Linked DNA regions of Sus scrofa: region 1 is linked to region 2. The links are chromatin contacts, called in public Hi-C maps. All regions are on one chromosome and are shown on one strand. Each heading gives the region's core, a stretch centred on a gene start, on an enhancer-like site or on the middle of the called end of the contact. The rest is flanking DNA. Distances are from core to core; before and after follow the strand shown.

Evidence for each region. A called contact is a pair of places that touch in the nucleus more often than the background predicts.
Region 1: a Hi-C map of embryonic fibroblasts shows a contact between it and region 2, with 2.1 times the contacts expected there. The contact joins the promoter of PLAC8 here to the promoter of MRPS18C in region 2. A contact is called at or near these places in 2 of 47 Hi-C or Micro-C datasets (embryonic fibroblasts and fetal skeletal muscle) and 2 of 2 datasets of contacts at active chromatin or transcription factors (alveolar macrophages and skeletal muscle).

What each region holds. Positions count from the first base shown.
Region 1 is chr8:135,249,493-135,252,192 of Sscrofa11.1, forward strand. It overlaps PLAC8 (placenta-specific gene 8 protein), which reads left to right and starts at 1,269. Exons shown (of 5, transcript XM_003129352.4): 1 at 1,269-1,426.
Region 2 is chr8:135,025,295-135,027,994 of Sscrofa11.1, forward strand. It overlaps MRPS18C (28S ribosomal protein S18c, mitochondrial), which reads right to left and starts at 1,425. Exons shown (of 7, transcript XM_003129356.5): 1 at 1,108-1,425; 2 at 650-813. The coding sequence starts at 749. It overlaps HELQ (helicase POLQ-like), which reads left to right and starts at 824. Exons shown (of 17, transcript XM_013989417.2): 1 at 824-1,357; 2 at 2,431-2,700. The coding sequence starts at 1,175.

The DNA of each region.
Region 1 (2,700 bases), core at 19-2,518, 220 kb after region 2:
AGGGAACCAGGGCCCCTCGGAGAAGAGCTGATTCCCTGTAGGTACTCTTCCAACAGGTCAAAGTCATGAAAAACAAGGGAAAATTCAGGTACTTCTCCAAACCAGAGGAGGCTGAGGAGAGAAATGACCATTAAATGCGACGTGGAAGCTTCGATTGGATCCTTGAAGAAAAAATAGACAAACTATTGAAAGTCAAATAATGTCTGTACTGCAGCTAATGTTATTGCACCAAGGTTAATTTTCAGATTTGGATCATCTTACTCTGGTTATCTGAAATGTTCATTTTATTTTTTTATTTTTTATTTTCATTTTTATTTATTTATTTAGTCTTTTTAGGGCCACATCATCGGCATATGGAGGTTCCCAGGCTAGGGGTCCAATCGGAGCTGTAGCCACCGGCCCACACCAGAGCCACAGCAACGCAGGATCCGAGCCGCGTCTGCAACCTACACCACAGCTCACGGCAACGCCGGATCGTTAACCCACTGAGCAAGGGCAGGGACCGAACCCGCAACCTCCTGGTTCCTAGTCGGATTCGTTAACCACTGCGCCATGACGGGAACTCCACTCACTTTTTTTTAGAAAGAAAAAGAAATCCGCAGGCTAAGGCGATACCCGTTCAAGAACTGACATGAGGATCTCCCGTTGTGGCTCCGCAGGAACGAACCCGACGAGTATCCCTGAGGACGTGAGTTCAATCCGAGCATACACGGATTCAAGTCCCATCTCCGCCACTTCCCAGCTGCCACCTTCGAGCCACCTACCGCTGTTGTGCCTCAGTCTTCTTGCCAGTTAGCTGGTGGTCATCACCTCGGCCCCTTGGAACAGTGAGGACAACTCAATAAATTAATCCACGCGCAGCATTTAGTGCAGGGCCGCACACACAGCAGGCGTTTAATCAGTGCCAGGGAGAGTATGCAAAGGAGGCCGAAGAGACAGCAGGAGAAAGAGCCTCTGATTAGTACGGAATTCCAGACAACCTGTTTTCTCCTCTACCCCGCCAGCACGCTCCCCAATGTTAAAAAGGCAATAAATACACACTAAATCATAGGTATTGACAGTATTACAGAGAAAAAGGGAATTTTAAAAATTGGTAAAAGCTCTGCCTGGCGTGTAAAACCAATCAGATTTTCTAACGAGTCAAAAAAAATTTCCCCCTAAAAAGACACATGAGTGTACTCGGCCCGGTAGGGAAGGAATACAGAACTTTTTGGCAAGAACTACTTTCGTTTTCAAGATAAAACGAAACTATCTTGCAAACTCTTTGCCTGGATTGCACTGGCCAATAAAAACCTCTGAATCTGTCCTTTGCATTACAGGCTGCGATGAAAGTATGCTGGCTTCTCTCTCTCCAGCATCTTGCACTTCTAGTGAGAATCTCTCTCGAGCCACAAGACACAGCCTGCCCAGAACCTCTTTCTTAACTGTAAGTACACTGAAATGAAGCACTTCCTTAAAAACTGATCTTAGCCCTGAAAGAAAGTTTTCTATACAAGTATTTAATTTCCTTGTTTTTATTTCTCATCTGCTGTATTTTGAGGGTCAGCTGAAAGACCAGCACTTGTTATCTAACTGCTTAAAACTTACTGAATGCCGTCAAATTCAGCAAGTGCCAGGCAGATAGGAGTGCCACGCTCTTCAAAGGAGCGTAGGATAGTCTGGGATCCGACTGCTGCTTTCAGCAGCAAACTCACATTAGGTACCGTGTTGACTAGTTTGAGCAGCGATTTTGATCTTTACATCATACATAAACATGTGAACTTGTGCTGGTCTCATTTCTTTGGCTGTGGAAACTGTTTTGCTTTGTTTTTTCTCTGTTAGAAGCAGAAGACAGGATTTTGTAGGTTTAGCTGATGAATCATGAGAAGCCTTGAATTTTCGTATGAAAGTAAGAAAAACAAACGAGCACGCTTCAAAATTAAATCCTGGTGCTTTATTTATGTGTATGAAGAAAGTCACCCTTCCCGTCTCACCTTTGTTTGCTTTTGAGATGAGAAGTGATGGAATGGAAATGCTTCGATCAAAGCAAAAAAGTTAAAATTTAATGTTGAAAATCACTAGAAAGAAGAGGAAAATCTAAGTATATATTTCATACCTGGATTGATTAATACTAATAATATCGGTTAATATTAATACAATCAATGTAGTACACTAATGCTATTTGTTAACAAGATAATGGGCTATCTTTCTTTTTTTTCTTTTTTTTTTTAGGGCTGCACCCGCAGCATATGGAGGTTCCCAGGCTAGGGGTCAAATCTTAGCTACAGCTGCCAGCCTATACCACAGCCACAGCCACATCAGATCTGAGCCGTGTCCACAGCCTACACCCCAGCTCACGGCAAGGCCAGATCCCTAACCCACTGAGCGAGGCCAGGGATCGAACCTGCAACCTCATGGTTCCTAGTCGGATTCGTTTCCACTGCGCCATGATGGGAACTCCTGGGCTGTCCTTCTTAAGAGTGAGGGGCCAGGGGGGTACGGTTAGCTGCAACTGAGACTGATGGGTGAAATGCGGATGTTTAAAATGGGAGCCAGATTGGCAAGGGTTCCGGGCGTGAGGTTATTCCGGGAAGGCGGTCTTCTAGAGAAGGGCGTCCCCGTCTCTCTTCAAAGCTCATCCACCCAAATCCCTGTTTCCATTCCTCCTGCCTCCGTTTCCCTGGGTGGCTCCGCCAACCATTTTTTTATCACTCTCGCTGC
Region 2 (2,700 bases), core at 175-2,674:
CAAGATGAATTAAGGCATGACATAAAAGAAAGGTTTTTAATTCATTACACTAACAAGGTTAAATATAAGTTTAAAAAAAAAAGCCTTTAGATTTGAGGCAGAGTGGACTTTGTGTGGTTTCTGGGGCATTGGGGAAAGGGCGTATGTATCCCCACCATACAATCTCTTACCTGTTCTCTTCCTGAAATTTATTTCCTCTCTCTCATGGAGTAGAGACAGATTTTAATGCAAAGGAAAAATGAAAACAGACTCCTTACAGAGAGTAGGTTTTGGCAGAGAAGCACAAAGTAGATTAAAGTGCATAAATGGTAGATTCCAGGGCCCATGTCACAATTTCGCCCTGATTTGGGACCTCGGATATCGAATTTGCTGCGGGGTTACTGTGAAGATGCTTCCTATCAAGTTCTACCCGAAGATCGTAAGCATGTCCCTGCCTCCTTTTGAGAACCCCCCCATCACTGTTGTACTGGACGTCCTCTTCAGTCTTAAAAAACTAGTGACAGGCCATGACAGATTCCCACTTACCTTGGAGAAACCTAAGGCCTAGACACCGGCGTCCATTAGCGAACGGTGTCATCTCCACCGACCCAAGCAGGGCTAAGCCAACGGCTGCAAGTCTACAAAGGAGCCTAGGATGTGGAGACTTTACCTGCATGAGTCCCGGGATCCGTAAGGCAGACAGCAGCATTCACGAAGTCTGTCGACTTTCTCCTCCCCAACCGGCTGCAAAGAGACACCACAGCCGCCATGGCCCCTTGCCCCTCCTCTTCCGTTTTCCAAAGCGCCGGACCAGCCCCTTCCGGTGTGCTTCCCCTGTGGGTCCGAGCACTCGGTTCAAAGGTTCCGCAGGCGAACGCGGAGAACCAAGAGCAGCTGAAGTTTTCGATGCGCCTGCGCAGCATCTTCCCGTTCTCCACTCCCACCCGGACTCCGCGCCGCCCGCTGGGGACGTTAACGATTGGACAAGGAGAGGGCGGGCTCTTATGCTTGTGCCTCCGCTTCCGGTTCCAGAGCCCCGATAATTGGTTGGTGGTCTTTCCCAAAGGTGGATGGAGACGCGAGCCCCGTTTCCACCTGCTGCTACCTTTCCCCTGTTGCTGCACTCACCCTTCTACTGGGGTTTGGCGGCTGGGTCACTGGAGACGACGTTCGGGGAGGGCCCTCAGCCCCTGCCATGGATGATGGCGGTTCCCGTATCCGCCGGCGGGTGTCTGTCCGCAAAAGGAACCGATTTAGCACAGAGAGCGTTTTGGCCGCCCCCACCGCAGCCGAGCTTAAGCCCGGTGATGAGAAGGAAGAGGAGGAAATGGTGGCTGGGAGCCGGCGGCGGAAAACCGTGGACGTGCAGCCAGTCGAGGTACAGCCCCATCACCCCTCAAATTCCTCTGAGTTTCTTGTTCCATTTCCCACCCTTGGGATGAGGAGACACCAGGTCTCCCAGTGCGCATGCTCAATGGAAGAGTAGGCGACCAGCTGCAGGGGGCGTGGATCTTGAAACAAAAATTGGCAGATCCATTCCCAGGTGCAAACGCCAGCTGCCCAATTATCTGCCAGCGTTCAGGTGCTCACCTCGTTTTTGTTATCGATGTTAATCTCACTTGTGAGGTATTGCACTGTTGGCCCGTTTTTTATATATACATGTAAATAAAACATAGACCTCAAGACATACAAGTTGTACGCACAGCAAGTGTGGCATGCTGAAATGCATGTGGCATGACTGAAATGCAAACCTAGCCTTTCAAGTTTATGCCACTTAACCTTTCTCCGCCCCCGTTTCTTCATTTGTAAAATGGGAATGATAGTTTCTATTTAAGAGGATGATTTACATTTTGGTCTGTGATACATATATAACCATGTAACGATGTATCTGAGAGAGCCCTTGGCTGAAATTTTTATTCTTTTTTTTTTTTTAATGGTTGCACGCACGGCATATGGAAGTTCCTGGGCCAGGGACTGAATCAAAGCCGCAGTTGTGACAATGTCAGATCCTTTAACCCAGTGGTCCTGGCTGGGGATGGAACCCATGCCTCCGCAGCACCCAGAGTGCTGCAGTCGGATTGGTAACCCATCTGCGCCATATCAGGAACTCCCGAAACCTTTTTTTTTTTTTTTTTTCTTTGTCTTTTTACTATTTCTCTGGCCGCTCCCACGGCATATGGAGGTTCAAATCAGAGCTAGAGGTCAAATCGGAGCTGTAGCCACAGGCTTATGCCAGAGCCACAGCAACGCGGGATCCGAGCCGAGTCTGCTTACCTACACCACAGCTCACGGCAATGCTGGATCCTTAACCCACTGAGCAAGGCCAGGGATCAAAACCGCAACCTCATGGTTCCTAATCGGATTCGTTAACCACTGAGCCACGATGGGAACTCCTCCGGAAACCTATTCATGAAGCTAGAATTGACCACAGATCTTTTGTTTTCTTTCCAGAATATTGACAGTGAAGAGGACATGTTTGGTGACTATGATAGTTTTGCTGAAAACTCTTTTTTAGCTCAAGTTGATGACCTGGAACAAAAATATATGCAAATTCCAGAACAAGAGGAGCATGCTACAGATCATGCCCCTGAAGATCTTTGTTCAGAAAGCATTAAACACAGCATCCTCAGCAGTAACACTGTAGGCGACTTCACTGGAGTAAAAACAGAGGAGCACACAAAGAACCAGAGTGGGCATGAAGATGTCGCTACTGAACCTGAA